Linked DNA regions of Sus scrofa: all the other regions are linked to region 4. The links are chromatin contacts, called in public HiChIP or PLAC-seq maps. All regions are on one chromosome and are shown on one strand. Each heading gives the region's core, a stretch centred on a gene start, on an enhancer-like site or on the middle of the called end of the contact. The rest is flanking DNA. Distances are from core to core; before and after follow the strand shown.

Region 1 (3,157 bases), core at 513-3,012, 510 kb before region 4:
ACAGGGTAATGTCAAGTTCTTCTCTCAGTCAGATTCATCTCTCTTCGATTTGAGGTCCAGTGAAGGGTAAGTCAAAACCTATCTTACTTTTGGTTCTATTTAGGAGCTAGTCCTAAATGAATACTATTAGCAAAGTTCAATTATTACATTGTTCGATTATTTCAACATTTTTATTTTAAGAGATCCATCAAAGATCTTTTCATGAACAAAAGACAGTAAGGTAAGAAAAATTTAGAAGCCTGATTTGCATGTGCAAATAACTGTGGAATGAGCTCACCTAGACTAGCTTGCCAGTGACCTCAACCTTGATCTGGAAAGATCATTTATTCACAAGTGAAACATTCACATTCGCTATGCTAACCCCGTTTTGGGTCTTTTCTCAAGGTAGATTACTAACGGTGACATTGGAGGGTCTATGAATAACATCTGCATTTACCAACACCAAGGAATTCCATGTTTAACTGAACTATCATTTCTGTTGCATTTTTTATTTTAACCAGGGCGTGCTCTCTTTGTATCGTACGTATCTCAAATTTTGCTCGAGCATCTGCAAAGCAGTGAGCAGAGGAAGATCTGTGTGTATGTTTTATTGAATCCGTCCCTGGCCTGAGCAATCTGGCTTTTCTATCGCTCTTCAAACTGGTTCTGCGATCTGAGAGGGAAGGCTGTCTGCGAAAGAGCCCTCATACAACCAAATGCTGGAACCACCATTTTGCTGTCCGTTTGCACACGATGAAATGGTGGCACGGAAAACAGTTAACACATTGTGCCCATGAGAGTTGTCTTTGAAAGTAGTCTACTTGCTGATCCAAATATCGAGCTGCTTTTTAAAATATTGTTACCAAGGGACTAAAGATTTTCATTTTCTTTAAATACATAAAACCTGTGTGTGTGTGTGTGTGTGTGTGTGTGTGTGTGAAAAGCATCGGCTGCGTACATTCAAGCTAGGGATAGAAAGAACTCGTCAAAAATGCACACTCAGGCTGAGAGGGAAAGCAAACCTAAATAAAAGCCCAGATCCTGAGAATCGCTTCTAACAGCTCACAAAAGCTGTACGGTGAATTTGGCCTTGATGCCTCCTTTCATTTTAACATTCACGGCGTGCAACTGAGAGTGAGGAAATTTAAGAGAGTTGGTATTTTTTTCTTGTTTTAAAAAAAAGTCCCATAAAAATTAAATGCAGGCCCACATTTGACTCTCACCTGGGAACCCCCACACTCTCATTTTTTTATGGGAGGAAAGAAAAAAAAATAAAACAAGGACCCATGGTCCCTTCCTTTTCCACTTCTGCTCTTATTTTTAATCATTAAAAATGCTGCCTTGGCTGCATTTAAGTGTGGAAATTCTCATTTTTCTGCAGTGTTTCAGACTCACACAGACTCCTTGGGGATGCGGTGAGGAGCTAACCAACTGCACATGGGAAATGAGGATTTTCGTGGTTAGAAAAACTGCAGTGTTTGGTAATTTTCCACATGGAGTTGAAGTTGTGAGTGACTTTTCTTTCAAACATAATAACTTGAGCACTTGGTATAGAGCTGTAAGCTCGAATTTATTTGAACGCATGAAAAGGTCTTACAAATTTAACTTGACTTCTTTCTGTAAATGTTTCCAGTATTTTCAAGTGCATAATAAGTAGATTAAAACAGGGTATGCACCCTCTCCACAACTGCCCCCGACAGAATTATAAAAGGCTACTGTCTATAAATAGAAATAGCCCTGGAGGACCCACCAGCAGGTTATGCAGTATGTGACATAGGCCACCTGGGACTGAGCTGAAACCACTAATACTTTCTTCACAGGATCACTGGCTAGAGTGAGACAAGGTGTCCAGGTGAAAAAAAGGGGAGGTTGACCTAGCTACTTAAATTCGCATGTGTTCACTTTATTTTTTGCATTAAAATTAAGCACGAATATTCAGCTTTATCATTTAAACATATCGATATTCAAATAGAGTGCATTACTTTTCATATTTGTAATGATTCATAGGGCATTATGTTATTACTATTTGCAGTTGATTTTCAACAAATACTAAAACTCTTGTGAAAAAATGAAGTTTAAATGTAAGGCTGGGGAGTTCCCATGGTGGCTCAGCAGAAGCAAATCTGATTAGTATCCATGAGGTTGTGGGTTCGATTCCTGGCCTCGTTCAGTGGGTTATGGATCCAGTGTTGCTGTGAGCTGTGGTGTAGGCCGCAGACGCGGCTTGGATCCCACGTGGCTGTGGCTGTGGCTGTGGTGTAGGCGGGGCAGCTACAGCTCCGATTTGACCCCTAGCCTGGGAACTTCCATATGCTGTGGGTACGGCCCTAAAGAACAAAAAATAAAAACTAAAAAAATAAATGTAAGGCTAAGGAGAGGTTATTGGTTAAATGTTTCCCTGCTGTCCTTTATGAGATAAAATCAACTGATTTGTTTTGAAATGTAGCTCTTAAATTAAAATCTGCCTCCAACCAAGATGAATAGGTCTGGAGCTCAGGGAGCCAGTTTGCTTGTGTTCTTGACCTTGCACGGCAGTCACCAGGAAGACTGTGTTCCCTTTTATAACAGCTGCTTTACAGTTTTGAAGACGTTGCTAGACTTTTCCGTGCACAATTTTAGTTGCCCCCATGTATCTTAAATCAAGCCAACCCAATAAATGTAGGGTTGTGGTTGTGAAATAAATGTCATGTCAGTAACCCTCCACCAGATATCAGAAGAAAGAGTATGTGATTGTTTAGTCCAAAAATTAAGTTTCATGTTTTTAATTGGTGTCATATCCTGTCCCAAGTCTATAGCGCTTAAATCAAAGGCGACCATGTTAACCTGGAAAGGAAATGTAATAACAACTCCTTTCATCCCCTGGCTCAAATGTTTTTATGCTCAACCCTAATTTTTGTTAAAACACTTTCAGGCAAAGACAACAGGAAACAGTAAACATGGCAACACCATGAAAATAATTTTCTGATGCACTATTTCTCTCTGTGTTCAAAGAGTGAGTTGTCTGGGCTGCAGAGGAAACTGCTGTATCGTTAAACCCAAGGCCGACGACAAAAACAGCCGCCCTACCAGCAAAATAGATACCCCTCCTCATTTCATAAATCTTGTTTCCAACGAGAATAAAGCCAGGAACGGACTCTTGCTCACAGCAATGGCCTGAAACGTCCTGTATCAGGGTAGT
Region 2 (3,192 bases), core at 78-2,577, 410 kb before region 4:
GGATAAAGAAGACGTAGTGTATACAAACATACACCTACCTATACACACACAATGGAATACTACTCAGTCATAAAAAATGAACTTTTGCTATCTGCAGCAACATTATGCTAAGTGAAATAAGTCCGACAGAGAAAGATAAGTACTGTATAATCATTTACATGTAGAATCTAAAAAATACAACAAATTAGTGGATAAAACCAAGAAGTACACTTACAGGTAAAAAGAATAAACTAGTGGTTGAGGGGGGAGGGGTAATATAGGGTTGGGGAAGTGGAATGTACAAACCCCTGGGTGTAAGACAGGCTCAAGGACATATCGTAGAACACGGGGAATATAGCCAATATCTTGTAAAAACCATAAAGTAACCTTTCAAAATTGTATTAGAAATAAATAAAAGTTTTTTGTTTTTTGTCTTTTTAAGGCTGCACCGGCTGCATATGGAGTTTCCCAGGCTAGGGGTCCAATCGGAGCTGTAGCCACCAGCCTACACCACAGGCACAGCAACGTGGGATCCAAGCCGTGTCTGTGACCTACACCACAGCTCAGGGCAACACCAGACTGAGCCTTAACCCACTGAGCGAGGCCAGGGATCGAACCCATGTCCTCATGGATGCTAGTTGGGTTCATTAACCGCCGAGCCATGACAGGAACTCCAGTAAAATTTTTTTAAAAGGATTCATTTAAAAAGTTTTTGTAACCTCTGAAAGCTTTCATTAAAAATGTAGATGTTTTTATGTTTCCTCATTTATTGAAAAAATTCTTAACAGAAAGATTCTCACCTCTTCCTGGAGATTACTGTCATTAAAATGGAAACTATTTTTGCCCGTAAATGTGGTTCCAAGAGTTTGAGACAGATTTATGCAAATGGCTGATTTGTAATATCACTCATTTTAAAATATTTTACCTTTATATATACATTATAGGTGTTCAGTTTAAAATATTGCTGAGCAGCTGCCAACTTTTAAAGTTATAATAAAATCAAAGTGGCCATTACTAAGAGACCATGCAAAAGCCTACAAACCTGGAAGGCAGCTATGCTCACCATTCTACCACCAATGCAAAAGCCTACAAACCTGCACTAAGAAAATAGATAAAAAGCTCCAGTATGTTCTTAAGGAAAAATTATGCACTTGCCCCGTACCCCCAAATAATATGTTTTAGCTATTCATTATGAGGAATATCTCTTCCTGTGCATCCACAGAAAGATCTAAATTGCTCCTAAAGGAAATTTTATTTTCTGTAAAAAGCGGCTTAACTCGGAATGAAGGGGCTAATTTTTATTTGACCACTAGGTGTCGCTGTTGGTGGTGGCGTGGGCGGTAAGGCGGGGGAGGGGCCGTTGAAAGCCGTCTCAGAGGATTTGGTGGGGGACGGGTTGTGAGTCCCCTCCCCCCAACATAAAATTCTCACATTACTGCCCTTCTCGCTTTCTGTATTCAGAGGGACGACCGTCGAAAGGAAATAGGGAAGCACGAAGATACAGCTCTTGGAGAGTTTCCATACTCAGGGGCCGTCACACCACCAAAGGGGAAAGGGGATTCATATCCAACAAAAATGAACTACTAAAGACCAGTCCGTTTTAATAATTCCCTAACCACACAGCAGGAAAACAGAAAAATGTCAATTACTTCATGTTCCAGGAGGGAAGCATTCCTCACCGCTGTCTGCCCGGTGCTAAAGAAATGAGATGAATAATTTATATCACAAAGCGAAGTGAGGGTCCGCGTGCGTGAAGGGGATTTGAGGAAGGAGCTATCGCGGCCCGTCAGAAACACCGTCCGTGAGACTGCAAACAAAGCCAGTCGGAAAAGCCTTAGGAAGTTGAATGGATTTATTTTCCAGCAACTGTCAGCGAAGTCCGATTTAATTCTGGACTTGACCATAAGAAATGGGAACTTTTTCAAAGCCCGTGCGTGGAAAAGCAAACAATGAAAAAGAGATTTTCCTGGTGTTGTGCTTGGCCCAGACTCCAACGATAGCGGGATGGGTGGTGCCTGACTGGTCTCGGGAGGGGGATCGTCCTCCTCTTCAGAGTCCCCCCCCCCCCCCCCCCATCCCCTGGGCCTGCAGCCAGGCCGCAGGGTCAGAGGCCGGATCCCTGACTGGCGGCTGGCTGGGCTCATTGGCAGAGCTGCAAAGGAAACTGCTGTGTGCCAGTGCTATTTCAAGCAAGCGTCTCTAGCTGGAGCTGTTATTCTTTCACTTTCCGAAGAGGAAAAAATAAAGTTTGAGAAAACCAAGGAGTTGGAGGGGAGAGCCTGGCTGAGGAGTAAAAACCCCTAATGAGCGTCCAGAGGAGAATTTTTTAAAACAGAGGGAGAAGTTGAACCTCATGGCCCCCAACTTTTCATACTTGAAAATATTTCCTTATTCATTTGTTATAAACTAATGCATGAAATGATCATTTCTGTCTTCTGCTTTAGACATTTCTCAGAGCAGGGTTATTGGTTTAGCGTGAACTACATTCACTGGAAGCAAGTTGGTGCAATAATAATTTAATTAATTTTAAAAATGAGCAAAGTAAGAGGAAGGAACTAACATTGAGTGCTAACCATGTGCTAGCTATTACTCTCAGTGCTGTCTCAGTATTGACTCATTTAATCATCAAACCACCCTGTGAAGCAGATACTATTTTATTCCCATGATAGATGAGGAAACTGAGGCAGACGGAGGTCAAGTAGTTTGCCCAAGGTCACAGAGCCTGTAAGTGGCTCCTCGGTCACTCAGCAAGGCAACCACAACATCAGGACCAATACTTGGAGGTCTGACCCGGATCACCCCGTCTCTCCTTATTAAACCTTTTCCCATCTTGTGATTTGTGGAATGTCTCCCCCAAAGTCAAGACACTAACCTCTGAGACCCACACAATGTTTGCACAGTGGGATTTTTCTACTTGATACATTCTGACAAAGTGCTACATCAAAGGATGGATTGCATCCTAGAGTGAGAGGTGTCAGCCCTTGAGTCGTGCTTTTTGTGGATAAAGCTCCAAACACTCCATGAAACAAGCCCTTGACACCTCCCTCTGGACCAGCTTGTGTTCACATAATGCCTAGTCAGGGTACACTAGCTGTGTGAGACCACACATCCTCCTTTCATTGTGATTTACATGAAATTGACGTCCAGAAAGTACAGGTGATGGTACTTTTGTATGAAAACACATCTTTTCTAGGAGGTTTTGCATGCCCATGA
Region 3 (2,904 bases), core at 207-2,706, 350 kb before region 4:
TTTTTATAAGTCTTCCAGGAATGCCTTTTTCTTGGAAAACCCGTCCTTGAAAAGCAGAAGTCCAATTGAATAAGCTTCCTAAAGTTAATATCAGGGAAATTATTGGTGCAAACTCAGCCATATTTGTTTAAAATGACAAAAGAAAAATGATTATAATATATCAAGTATGTCATTTGAATCTAGCCTCATTGCCAGAGCCCTTTACAGCATCCCTGTGAAGTAAATGGCCGTCATTCTCCCCATTTCCCAGAAAGAGAAGTGGTCAAGTTAAATACTACATCCACGGTCAGACAGTGAGTCGACAGCATAACAAAGAACTTTCCAGAGCTTTCCAGAACTGGCCCTGGGACAAGGCACTTGGTGCACAAGGGCCGAAAACTAAAACTCCTTTTCTTTTCCCCAAGGCAGACCGTGAAACTGTAAAGATGAGCTGGCATTTTGTTTTATTTTGTGTAATAAACGGTTCTTTTCACAGCAGTTGGCCCTGGGGGAGTTTCAAATAGCACTGCTTGGCTGCAGCTGTGGGTGTGGCCACACTCCATCCAAAGGCAACTTGGAGACCACAGCTGTGTCAGGCAGAAAGGATCTTAAACTTTACATCTGGGCTGCACACTTTCAAGTTCACTCCCCCAAACAAGTTGAGTCATTTCACAAGCCAGAACCCCTCAGATGGAGGTTCTGTTCTTCCTCTGCCTTTGGTTACTTAGGAGGCACCTCAGATATCCCTGGAGACTGACACCCACATTTGGCTCCGGCTGATTCTGAATGGTCCCTGAGCCACTTCTCTCCTAGTCAGGAGAAGACCCAACTTTTGAACTGATAAAAATGGTCAGCATTTTCACAGGGGTTATTGGATGGTAGGGGTTTTTCGTTGTCTTTGTTTTTTCGTTTATATCTCATGGGTCCTTTCTGTGTGTGCCTATCACAGGCCGCTCTAACATCTGGAACGCGTCCCCATATCCAGTGGATTCATATACATTTCCAGGAAATTTTTCTTCAAGCGTTTTGCTTTAAGTCTCTGCTTCCAGCTGGAGCAAATAATTGACAAAGTCAGCCTCCATCCTTAGTGCCCAAACCTAAGGACGGAAGTGTGAACTCTGAACCCCTTCTCACCCTGTAAGTGGAAGGAACAATCACACTTCTTTGTTTCAGGGAAGAAGAGATCTGGGCTTGTGAATGGCTTCTTTTCTGACTGGATTACAGGAACGTCAAAATGGGCACCATCTGAGAGCGCGCGCCCGAGAAAGCTCAGCCCCAGCCACGTGACCCCGGCTTCTGCCTCACGACCCCCGCGTCCTAGCACCGCTGCAGGGAGGTCCTGGGAGGCCAGGAGCTCCTGGGGCTGCTGTCTGGAGACCCGCCGCCAGGGGGCGCTCCGCGCGCCGGGAGAGCGGCCTTTGTGTGGGTGCTTCTGGGCCCGGTCTGGGCGGAGGTTGCGTGGGCCGCTGTCGGCACTCGCGCGATGAGTCAGCTATCCCTTTGCTTTGCAGTGGGAAGAGCCGGCATCCCGGCGATCGGAATCGCAATCGGTCTTTTCGGCGGATGTTCACGCTGCATGGGCCCGCAGGCCTTGCTCTTTCCGCATCTTCAGGCTTCGACGACTGAACAGCCGGCGCAGAACCCACAACGCGCTCGCGTCCCGCCAGGCACCCGGCGCCGAGGCCACGAGGCAGACCCCCTGGGCTCAGAGAGATGCGGCCGGGAACAGCTCGAACAAAACCTGCGCGGAGTGCCAGCGGGAGGGCCACTTAAAGGCGGGGAGGCGTGTGCCTGGGAGAGAGAACAGAGCTGGAGGGCAAGGGCGGGGCGGGGTGCGGGGAACGGGGCGTGGGAGGGGGGCGGGCAGAAACAGAGACCGAGAGCCACCCAACAAGTTCCCGGTGCAAAGCCACATGCTGTCTCCGAGGAGAGGCAGGCACGTGTCCTTCGGGGGAACCCTGCCTTTGGGTGCTTGTGGGGAGACAGAAGAGTGAGCAAGTCTTTCAGTAGAAGACAATGGGTTTAGAGGTGTGACAAACAGAATGAGACGCACCAGCCTTCTCAGGGACCCTCTTCCTCAACACCCCCTCAGAGTCACATCGGCTTCTCTGTGGAGTGTCAGGCTAGCCTGGAAGAGGTTCTGTGATGTAAGGGTCAGGGAAGAGCGATAAAAACAAGTTCTTTTCCACTAGAGACTCAGAACCACTTCCTGGGACCATAGTGCTTTCTACCCTTGTCACTCTTGCTTCTGCTCCGTGTCAGCCATCTAACTGCCTGGTATTCCTATAGACTTGGGACCCATTTGCTGATACCACCAAGGGGGAAAGGCCGAATGTGACACCTCCCCACCCCCCCACCCCGAATAAAGATCGCTGGAAACATCTTTAGCCCGACTTCCTCGGTCTGAAAGAGGAGGAGCAATAGAAGTGTGGCCACTCAGGTTTAAACACTGGCTTTGAATTTTCAACGCCACTTGTGGTGCAATAGGATGCGTAGCAGGGGCTCGGTGAGTCATGTCATTCCATTTTGGGAGATGAGCCCTTCAACTCCTAAAATAAATCGTTTTTAAAATAGAGCATGGCTGAGGCACGTGGTCTTTTCCTGGTCTTCTTTTCATCAGTAAAATCCAGACGTTGGACCAAGTTACCTTTCAGCTTCAAAATTAGAAGAAACGATTTGTCTGTTCAGGGATTTGCAGAGGAACGCTCCTTATTAACGTGTATAATGCAGTGGTGGGATGAGGAACATGGAAAAGAAGTTTTCCAAAGTAGGGAATGAAGTCGCACAGCATTTTCTCCAACGGAATCTCCATTTCCAAATTTTGCTTTTTTTTTTTTTTTTTTTTTTTTTTTTGGTGTGTGTGTCTTTTTGTCTTTTTGCCTTTTCTAGAGCCACTCCCGTGGCATATGGAGGTTCCCAGGCTAG
Region 4 (3,106 bases), core at 256-2,755:
TGAGGGGCAGATTGCCACTATTCTGTCCCCATCATCTTTACATGGTTTCTACTTAAAAAAAAAAAAGTCTGTATTACTTTATGAATAAGAGTCACTGTAAGCCACACAAGAAGGAAAAGGAGAGGGAGAGGAAAGGGGAGTTTTAAAGCTAGAACGTGAGATGAAAGCAGATTTCTCCCCCTCTCCCCGCTTAAAAAAAAAAAATGCATCCCAACCTTGTGGTCTCATCCAGGGAAACATTTGAGAAGGAGACGAGCTCTGATTTAAGTGGTCTGGGTCCTCGCCAATATTACCACTGGACGATTTACAGTCAGGATATTGTACCAGCTCGGCCTCTTGCTGGGTCGTAAAAATCGGCTGTCTCTGTAAGTTATCGTATCCGTAAAACTTCGCGGGCTCCCCGTGACAGGCAATCCCGCCGCAGGGGGGAGGCGGCGGCGGCGGCGGCGGCGGCGGCGGCGGGGGGGCGGCCTGGTAGGCTGCGGCTGGGCTGCCCCCGCCGGGGTGGAAGTAGTCTTGGCCGGGGCCCGGACCGCCCCCACCACCGCAACCCGGCCTGGCGGGCGGCGGCGAAGGGTGCGGGTGCGCGTGCGCCTGCGGGGGCGCGTGCGGGAAGCCCGCGGCGCTGTTGCCATAGAGCTGCAAGGCGGCGGCGGCTGCGGCGTGGCGGCCGCCGACCTCGGGCGCGAAGTGACAGTCGTAGTAAGTGGGATTGATGGCCTCGCCTGCCGCGGCCGCCGCCGCGGCCGCCGCCTTGTACTTGGAGTACAGCGGGTTCACGAAGTACGAGCTCATCGGGGCGGCGGCGGCCGGGGGCCGAGGTAGGGCGGCCCCGGGCGGGCGGGCGGCGCCGAGCAGGCAGGGAGCGCGCCTCAGCGCGACTGCACTGCCGCGGGGGCCTCTGGGGCGGCTGCTCGCGCCGCTGGGGCCGCCGGGCTACTTTGGTGCCGCCGCCCGCCCGCCCGCCCGCGCGTCGCCTCTGAGGCCGGGCAGCCGCGGGCACTCGGCTACTGGGCGTTCATGCTCCGCTCTCGCGCCCGTCTCCTCGGCCTCGCGCCGCCTCCCTCGCGGGTCGCGGGGCCTCACCCAGCCCCCGCGTTCCACCGCCCGCCCAGCCTCTCCCGGCGCGCGCCGGCTCGGCCGCAATAAAATCGCCGACGCCCCGGGTGACCTGTCCCTCTGCCTCCACTGTTTCCTCTCAGGCACCAGGCGGCCCTGAGCGCACCGGGACAAGAAAAAAGTGCACCCGACCCACGGGGACACTCTTTGGCTTCGGTTTACAACCCCCGCTCTGGAGGGAAAAGGAAAAAAACACCCTCTGCCCGCCGCCACCTCTCACCTCGCCCCCCCTGTAGCCCCCTCCCACAGCTCTCGCCGCCGCTGCCGAGGCTTCCGCCCCGGTGCGCCCCGGCGAGGCATTTTCGCACCACGCCACTGCGCGGAGAGGGAGCGAGATGGGCGCGAGATAACCGCGCGGAGGGATCCGTGCGGAGGCGACACCGCTGTTCCCGACGGGACGCCTCACGCCGGACGGGAGATGCCTCCGCCGGCCTTAAAGGGGGCCCATAAAGCCGCACTGCCAAGGGCTCGTCTTGCCCCTCGGGGCCGAGGGAATGAGGACCGCAGCCGGCAGGGCGGGGGCGCGGCAGAGCCTTACACTTGGGGGGAGGCAGGGAGGCCACTCCCAGGAGGCTGTGGAGCAAATGACTCCCTTCCTGGGCCCCTAGAGCAGCCCCTCAGAGGTTGGCCCTGGCTTTTACGGCTCTAGACACGAGCATGCAGCCCAAGGAACATGGGCAAGTGGTGTAGATGATCCAAACCGAATATTTGAGTTAGGTCCTGTGCAAGTGGTTTGATTAAAAGCCACAAGGGTGACCCCAATACCTTGCATTATCAAATCGAATCTAAGCCCTTCTTTTCCAGCCGAGAGGGCCTTGTGGAAATGAGATGTACATTTACCCTTGACGCACTGCACGCCTGGCTGAGGCTCCCAGGTTAATTGATATTTAATGGAAATCATGCCCATGAATATAGTTTCCATCATTTCACCCTTGATAGACGTCAGCACCGGGCGCCGGGGGGAGGCTGAAGAATGTGGCGGGCGGGGGGTGAGGGGAGGCATTAGCATTGCTGAGGGAGTAAATGGAAAAACGGACAGAAATGTTCCAAGGCGGGAAGGAGGACTCATGCTGGGGTGGGTGGTATTTCCTCGGGCAGGACGCGTGGCTCCAGGGTCTCAGCCCCTGAGCCGAGCGGACCAGGGCAGGCGGTGGCCCCGGGCGGAGTACAGGGGACTGACGCCCGCAAGTCCCCCCGCAACGAGCCTCGGGCCGGCATTCGGATCGCGCCGGTTCCAAGCAGCTGCAGGCGGCGCCCATCTTCTAAAGATTCTAGTTTATCCAAGAAGTCTGTGAAGTTACTGCTGAGAGCGGGCGCTGGGCTCAGACTAAAAAGTTACTGATTTTTCTAAAAGGAAAGAGAAGGTTCATCCTGGTTTATGAGCGAGGAGGAAGAGAAACGTCCTGTGTCATATGGATAAATCAAGTGTGAATCGGCATGATATCCCTGGTTTTAGAAGCTTGCTCTGAAGTCACTTGCCATTACACCACCATTCGCCTTCTCTCCTCCACATCCTCCCTCCCCTTCCCCTCTGGCGTTAATGTCCTATATAAGTAATAGGTCTCCGTTGAGTGTGTTTTCCCTTGCCCACACTGCCTTTCTCGTAGAGTCTTTGGGTGACCCATTTCCTTGGGATAATTCACTGTTGTGAGGACTCCAGGCCCAACGGCCTGGGAACGGACCTCAGAAACACTCCCTGAGCCCACCGAGGGGCTCCCGCTGTAGCTAAAACACACCACGCCAGCTTTTCACGCCAAATGCAAATGTCTAAAACCTTCACACAGCTCCCAAAGGCACAGCAGGAGAGTGGTTTAACTACCCCTCGCTTCTTGCGGGTTGACCCAGCCTGTGAGTAAGATCTTGGGGTCAGTCCGGATAGACCGAATATCATATTTTGCAAATGGAGGAAATAAGATCGAGATGGAAAGGCATAACAATATAATGTTTAAGAATCAATTGTTTCTACAGGGATTAGTTGGAAATGATT

The links. HiChIP or PLAC-seq counts read pairs in DNA pulled down with a chosen protein or histone mark.
Region 1: an H3K27ac HiChIP or PLAC-seq map of skeletal muscle shows a contact between it and region 4. The contact joins the enhancer-like site here to the promoter of HOXD8 in region 4. A contact is called at or near these places in 3 of 5 promoter capture datasets (fetal liver, fetal skeletal muscle and liver), 12 of 47 Hi-C or Micro-C datasets (adipocytes, adipose tissue, embryonic fibroblasts and 4 more) and 1 of 2 datasets of contacts at active chromatin or transcription factors (skeletal muscle).
Region 2: an H3K27ac HiChIP or PLAC-seq map of skeletal muscle shows a contact between it and region 4. The contact joins the enhancer-like site here to the promoter of HOXD8 in region 4. A contact is called at or near these places in 21 of 47 Hi-C or Micro-C datasets (brain, embryonic fibroblasts, epiblast stem cells and 12 more) and 1 of 2 datasets of contacts at active chromatin or transcription factors (skeletal muscle).
Region 3: an H3K27ac HiChIP or PLAC-seq map of skeletal muscle shows a contact between it and region 4. The contact joins the enhancer-like site here to the promoter of HOXD8 in region 4. A contact is called at or near these places in 7 of 47 Hi-C or Micro-C datasets (embryonic fibroblasts, heart right ventricle, retroperitoneal adipose tissue and 2 more) and 1 of 2 datasets of contacts at active chromatin or transcription factors (skeletal muscle).

Annotation. Positions count from the first base shown.
Region 1 is chr15:82,439,161-82,442,317 of Sscrofa11.1, reverse strand. LOC102161209 (a long non-coding RNA gene) reads left to right here. Exons shown (of 3, transcript XR_002339197.1): 1 at 1-66; 2 at 181-1,486; 3 at 2,971-3,157. Among named protein-coding and RNA genes, the nearest start is that of MTX2, 380 kb to the right of the region's middle. Within about 2 kb of position 1,762, at least 6 of the 83 cell types and tissues checked have an H3K27ac peak or open chromatin away from gene starts, as enhancers often do. A contact at or near this core is called in skeletal muscle, where this site is marked.
Region 2 is chr15:82,340,551-82,343,742 of Sscrofa11.1, reverse strand. No RefSeq gene overlaps it. Among named protein-coding and RNA genes, the nearest start is that of MTX2, 280 kb to the right of the region's middle. Within about 2 kb of position 1,327, at least 39 of the 83 cell types and tissues checked have an H3K27ac peak or open chromatin away from gene starts, as enhancers often do. A contact at or near this core is called in fetal liver, fetal skeletal muscle, liver and 4 more, where this site is marked.
Region 3 is chr15:82,279,938-82,282,841 of Sscrofa11.1, reverse strand. No RefSeq gene overlaps it. Among named protein-coding and RNA genes, the nearest start is that of MTX2, 220 kb to the right of the region's middle. Within about 2 kb of position 1,456, at least 29 of the 83 cell types and tissues checked have an H3K27ac peak or open chromatin away from gene starts, as enhancers often do. A contact at or near this core is called in embryonic fibroblasts, retroperitoneal adipose tissue, skeletal muscle and 1 more, where this site is marked.
Region 4 is chr15:81,929,322-81,932,427 of Sscrofa11.1, reverse strand. HOXD8 (homeobox protein Hox-D8) reads right to left here and starts at 1,505. Exons shown (of 3, transcript XM_021076351.1): 1 at 1,340-1,505; 2 at 216-363. The coding sequence starts at 240.